Linked DNA regions of Sus scrofa: region 1 is linked to region 2. A link is a contact called in public Hi-C data. All regions are on one chromosome and are shown on one strand. The core of a region is the stretch at or near the end of the contact, and the rest is flanking DNA. Distances in the headings are between cores, read along the strand shown.

What was found. Hi-C and Micro-C count contacts between places; a contact is called where the count stands out from the background.
Region 1: a contact with region 2 is called in a Hi-C map of alveolar macrophages, with 1.9 times the contacts expected there. A contact is called at or near these places in 1 of 5 promoter capture datasets (liver), 12 of 47 Hi-C or Micro-C datasets (adipocytes, alveolar macrophages, brain and 6 more) and 1 of 2 datasets of targeted methods (skeletal muscle).

Annotation. Positions count from the first base shown.
Region 1 is chr3:96,971,525-96,974,985 of Sscrofa11.1, forward strand. It overlaps THADA (thyroid adenoma-associated protein), which reads left to right. Exons shown (of 40, transcript XM_021088406.1): 28 at 457-548. Among named protein-coding and RNA genes, the nearest start is that of THADA, 100 kb to the left of the region's middle.
Region 2 is chr3:96,920,939-96,924,157 of Sscrofa11.1, forward strand. It overlaps THADA (thyroid adenoma-associated protein), which reads left to right. Exons shown (of 40, transcript XM_021088406.1): 22 at 586-687; 23 at 690-742. Among named protein-coding and RNA genes, the nearest start is that of THADA, 50 kb to the left of the region's middle.

The DNA.
Region 1 (3,461 bases), core at 52-2,551, 50 kb after region 2:
TTTCTGGCCATGTTAATAATGTGGGTTCTTTGAGTTAGGTCTTATATTTTCTCATAGGCAGATGACTACAGAAAATAGATGGAGAGAGCTGAGCTTTTTACTGGGGTATTATTCATCATCAGAAATGTTGTGGAAAAATTAACTTTTTTTTAAAGTGTTATTCGATGATATAAGCACAAAGAAATAAAACAGTTGGTGGTAATATTAGAAGTATGAAAAAAGCTGTGTTGTGTGGATGTGGTTAGACTATAGAGCTCAGTTTGAGAGGAAGTCATAGAGGGAATTACTACAAAGTTAGTGAAAATTGTCTTATTTTATGAATAGAGACCATATCTCCTTTAGCCCTCCACTAGGAAATTGGGTAATGATTTTGAATATCTAGTTTTAACATTGTAAATGTTGGTGTTATGCCATGAATATGTCTTAACCTTTATTGTATATACATTTTTACATTAGGTGAGAAATTCATCCACGCTTCTCTTCAGTACCTTGATCACAAGGATATTTGGAGTTAAAAAGGGAAAGGATGAACTTTCCAAAAAAAATAGGTAAGCTTCATCTAATGCTAACTTCCCTTTTTACAAAATATTGTCGTGGCCAAAAATAATTTTTGGAATTTCACTTACTTTTATAGATTCCTCTAGAGTATATAACTATAAAAACACTATAGTAAATTAATCTATGCTGCCAAGTTCTAAACCCTTGGGTAAAAATATCTACTGTTTAAATAAGTGGACCTTTCAGAGCAACAAAAATATAGCAAGGTAGCAAGGACTTGAAATGTAGAGCTCGTTTCCCAGTGCAACAGCTAAAGTTTTGTTGATTTGCATCTTCTTCGAGTATTCCCGAGATGTCTTAAATTGCTTTTTCTTGATATGTCATCAAGTACTGGCTCGTGCCATATTGTTGCTTTTATAGTAACTGGAAGTTTAAATGTTTATGATGTGCTCATCAGAACACGCCCCAGATTACATTGCATTAAGCTCTCACCAAGGTGAGCAGTTGCAAATGTTGGCCACACGGGATAAACAGTGCTTGTTTACTTTTAGGTCTTTGTTGTGTTTGTTCCCTAAGAGGTTTTTCTGTTAAGGTTTTTTTTTTTAAATGTCTGGAAAAAAACTTACTGAAACACTTTGATTATGAGGAATTTTTAGATACAATGCATAAGTTCTGTTTGGTGGTTTTTAAAGAGAAGCTTTGAATAGTTTCTTTAGTACTTAGGCTGGTTTTAATGGTAGTCTAGTGGCTTGCATGAGTTAACACTAGATGTCACTGTCGCTGCATGCTTAATTACTTTTAACTTCAGGATCTGATTTGGCCCAGTGGTCTTCCTCTGGATGAACTAGAGATAAATCAAGCTCCATTCCTCTCCTACCTAAAAAAGTGGATGATCGCACTTTTAATTTCAGTTTTAATCTGTTGTTTATTAAAATATGTATTCTTGGCAGTTCCTGTTGTGGTTCAGCAGTAATGAATCCAACCGATAACCATGAAGATGCTGGTTTGATCCTTGGCCTCACTTAGTGGGTTAAGGATCTGGCATTGCCATGAGCTGTGGTGGAGGTCACAGACGCAGCTTGGATCTGGCATGGCTGTGGCTGTGGTGTAAGCCAGCAGTCGCAGCTCTGATTCAACCCCTACCCTGGGATCTTCCATGCGCCACATTTGCAGCCCTAAAAAGCATATATATATATATATATATATATTCTTATGATGGAACTAGGTCTTAGGAATTAGAAAATATCATGAAATAATTTTGTAATACACTATAAGTAATTCTGGTGAAACCTTCTGGTAGTTCTGAATTGTCATTTAAATTGCTACATATCACCCTATAAAATTCAATAAATATTTAAATGGAAAGCAGTTGGCTATAAATGTGTGAATCCCTTGAGTATATTAAGGAAAGGCTAGAGAAGTTTTTTTTTTTTTCAGCTGAGTTGTATTTTTCATAACGATCACATTATTCCTTTGAAAGGATGATTAGTAAAAAGATGATTTTTACTATTTAGCTGATTCCTAAATAAATTCTTCCTGTCACTAGGTTGAAATCGCTGATATGTGTTTCTTTTTAGGTTTGTTTATTTTGTTAATAATTCAGTTGTGCTAAGGTTTAAAACAGTTTGGTCATATTATAATGTAAGGCCATGATAAGTAGTGTAAATAAAATACGGTATGAGGTTTATCAAGCAAGTGAAATTGATGTTTAAAGCTGAATTCAAAAAATGAAGAAATGCTTTTTTTCTCTTTTACTTTTTATGAAGAGAATGATTCTTGGATGTGTATACAAGTTTTACTATGTACAGGAGAAAATGATCAGATTCATTTTGCATAGGTTACATCTGAAACAGGGTGGAAGAGTAGCACATAAAAGCACATAGTCCTAGTCTCTTTGCCACAGCATGCTTATGGCAACCCCATTATAACTTCATTCCTCTCAAATAAGGAAGGTTACAAAATATATAGCTTTCCTAGAAAGAGGGAAATGGAATAGTCACGTAATTGTTTTGAGTAAAAGCTAAAAAGTGAAATGAAGGCATTAAGAAGTTAATTTTTTAATGTGATGAGCATCTTTGGTAAGAGTTTTTATTTCAGTAATCTGAAGGTTGGTATATCTCATTACATAGACAATGCTTTTATTCTCTGTTTAATCCTTAAAGGGTATATTTCTTGGCAGCATCCACTGGATTTGCTTTGCGAAACTTTGAGTGTCTTACACTTGCCATTATTTGTTATGGTTCTTTTAGCTGTAGTTTATTTAATTATGCCACTTTTGGTCAAAATGTTTATATACCTGTCCCCTACAATATTAACTCCCTGAGGGTGGAGCCTTTTCCTTCTAGTCTGTGTATATATGGTGGGCACTGTAAGAATGCTAGTGATAATGATGCCTTGTTGACTGGTTCCTCAACCACTGAATAACTAAACTCAGCTGATGACACCGCCTAGGTCAGTGGAGTCTACGTTCACAGCCACAGATGGTTCTGCACACAGTCTTGCAAATATGTGCTCTTGATCAGAAGGGAACTAGACATAAAAAGAACATCTGCCTTTCCCATCTAGTGGGGGAGAAAAAGGTCTATCTTGGAGTAAACAGACTTGGTTTCTAAGCATTTTGCTGCCCCTGGAGATGACCTTAATAGACTCCCTTATCCGCTCTGCTCTTCAATTTCTCCATCTATAGAACAGGAATAATAAGATCTGTTCTGTACTAAGAGGGCTATAGGGAGGATAAAACAAAGTTTTAACAGTTCATTTTCCTGAAAAATATTGGAAGTCCTGTGCCATTAGAGATACATAGTTTGCTTTTTCTGTTACCACTTCTAGTATTTTACCCATCCCATTGTCTTACAGTTACACTGTGCTTTTGGAGTACTGGGTCAGTATCTTATCCTTTCTTTTTTACACCTGGTGCCTAGCATAGTGTCTGGCATGTAATGGGCAAACAGAATACTTGCTTA
Region 2 (3,219 bases), core at 398-2,897:
ACTGAGCCAAAACAGAAACTCCTTGACTTTTAGATTTAATGGCTTATTTTTTTTTTTTTTTTTTTTTTTTTTTTTTTTTTTTAATATCAGCACTAAAATACTACTAAAGCTAGAAAAAGAGAATAAGGATTATTATAGCTTATTGACCATGGAATTTAAATAATATTTTGAAAGTCCTATCCTGTTCTTTTACTGATATGGCAGCCAGCCCCCATCACCAAAACAAATAATGAAATATATTTATTAGAGTCATATTTTACAGATGATTGAGGGACAGAAAGAGTTTATTGCATTAATTTCCAAAGGTTAGACTTCGGTTTGAGGGATAGTGTTGTGTTCTATTTTTAAATTTACTTTGAAAATAGTACATTAAAAAAATACTTAGCGTGATTCCTACTCATAGCACATGCCCAACAAATGTTTGTTATTTTTTCCTGAATAAATATAGCATATGACAAATTGGTTTGTTCAAGTTGATTATTCTTGGGGAAATTATGAATAAGCTTGTTCTGAGAAACCTGGGATGTGAGTAATCAAGTGGCGAATGTTGCAATAGTTTTTTTTTTTTTTTTTTTTTTTTTTAAGGTAAAGAAGGAAAAACATGTGATGTAACTGCTCAAATGGTGCTGGTATGTTGTTGGCGAAGCATGAAGGAAGTCGCTTTACTCTTAGGCTCCCTGTGCCAGCTGCTCCCATGCGGTCTGTGCCACAATCTCCTGATGGATTATTGACAGTGGAGCAGGTAGGGTAGATGTTTATTCCACCTGGTTTAATTTCTGGTCAAGGCATAAATCACAAACTTATTTATCACCCACCTGAAAAACTTTTAAAAATTTCTTCTTGAATAAAATCTTACAGATGTCAACCGAAGAAAGTTCTCTAAAGTGTAGAAATTAGACCTTGCAGTACATTTCAAAACTGTGGCCTTTTTAGAAACATTGTACTTTTTCTAAGTTATGTTAAATAATGGTAGATTTTTATTTCACTTTTAACCTCAATCTGATCATTTGAAATTTTTATTTCTCCATTTAACACACACAAACTTTAAATTGAAATGAGACCTTCTATTTAGTAAAACTTCACATGCCCATCAAATTTTGCAAAAAAAAAAAAAAGTACTATGTTAGTTGATTATGGATTTCTTGTTTCCCTCTACATTGATGATGATAAAGTTGTAGTTGCTTGGGGTTTTTTTGGCTGACTTTTATTTTTAAGACCACAAAGTTAGTTCACCATCTGGGACTTTTCAGGCAACTTGAGTGCTGTGTTTACAAGAAATTAGTCTACCACAAGCATTTCATTTAGAAATATTTTAGATTTATTAGATTTCTGTTTTCAATTGATTCCCTCTTCCTTTCCATAGGGCTTCAACAAATCCATTTCCCACCATTTCCCAGCAAAGATATATAACATGTTCTTTCATTTTTAACCTTTTCCAAGTAAAGATGATTTCTTCCATCGGGTGTTACAACATTTAAGAACAACACAAATATTGTAGTATGCTAATGTTCATTATTTCTATAATAACCATGTGACTGGTTTCGTGGAAATACTGCTAATGTTTTTATTCTCACACTCTCTGTGGCTGATGTGCTTGCATCTGGATAACAGCTGGGCCCCTGATGTTGCAAGGCTCTGAGATGGAGGACGGCGAAAGGGAACAGGACACTGCCAGCATCGTTATGTTCCTTATTCTCTTCCAAATCAAATAGGCGTCAGTGACCTAGAGTTACTTGCAGTCATTGCCGGTGACTGGCTAGAGTGCCAATGCCAACATCTTTGCTGAGGAATCCAGCTATGATTAATGATTACTTCACTGATGTGAAGTAAACATGTGCTAGAGCCCCTTGACTTCTCAACTTTTCAAGGACAACTTAAAATATCCAGTTTTCTGGGTTTGTTGGCTAGTGTTCAAAAAAAAAAAAAATTAAGGAAACAGATTTCTCTTTTACTGTAGCTGAGAAAGACCTGAAAGCGTCCTGCAAAAATCATTTTGCCTTGACACCTTTACAGAGCACCCCAGTCTTACAAAGTTATGTGGGATATCCATGTTAAAATTGTGAATTAATTTTTAAATGCAAATTAATATAAAATAGCTATTTGTAAAAACAACAACAGTAATGAAGGGAGGCTCTTATAAACCAAAGAACTCTTCTAATGACTGTTTTCTTGAGTAAGAAATAGAATCCATAGGCGTTCCCATCGTGGCTCAGCAGTTAAAGAACCAGACTAGTATCCATGAGGACACGTGTGGCTCGGATCTCAAGTTGCTATGGCTGTGGTGTAAGCCAGCAGCGGCAGCTCCAACTTGAGCCCTGGCCTGAGAACTTCCATGTGCTACACATGCGGCCCTATAAAGTCCAAAAAAAAAAAGAGAAAGAAATAAAATCTTGTTTTTCTGTAAAATGCCCATTTCCATTCTAATGAGATCATCTCTCCACGTCACCTTTTCTGTGGTGACCCCACATATATATGCTTGAGAGGAAATTCATGACTGAATGAGTGCCTAAGAGTGTGTGTGATAGCACTATTCTGACACTGAAACTATGCCCTCTGTGGAAAATTTTAGGCTTGATCATGCTAAATTTTACTTTAAAAATGCCTCAGTTTAGGAGCATTTAGTCAATGAGAAATGAAAGTCATCAAGACGTTAGCATTATTCATATTATTAGAGAATTCCTGCTTTTAAACATTAAAATTTTGCTCCATGAAATTCACTTAAACTAAACGCATTCCCATGTACTCAGTACTTTTAAGAGATGGAAATAGCAACATTGGAGGTTTGGGATTAGCATGTGCACAGTGTGGCATATAAAATAACTGGCCAACGGGGACTGGCTGTATTGCACAGGGACCTCTACCCAGTATTCGGTGATGATCTATATGGAAGAGAATCCGAGAAAGAATGGATATGTGTTTATGTTTAACTGAATCACTTTGTTGTACAGCAGAAATTATCACAACATTGTAAATTAACTACACTTCAAGAAAACTTTAAAAAGATGAACAAAAAGTTAAAATAAATGACAGAGAAGAAAGTAGTTTACTCTGGAGTGGCAGGGCCATACCTAAGGTCTCCCTTCCAAGGGCATAGTCGCCCTGGCATTGCTAGGTCTTCTGTGCACCAGGAGGAAAAGCTACTAATTTAAGTCAGCAGCATCGGTGAATGTGACCACAACAGACCTGCAGATAGTCGCTGGAGTGACTTGCAGGTGGAAT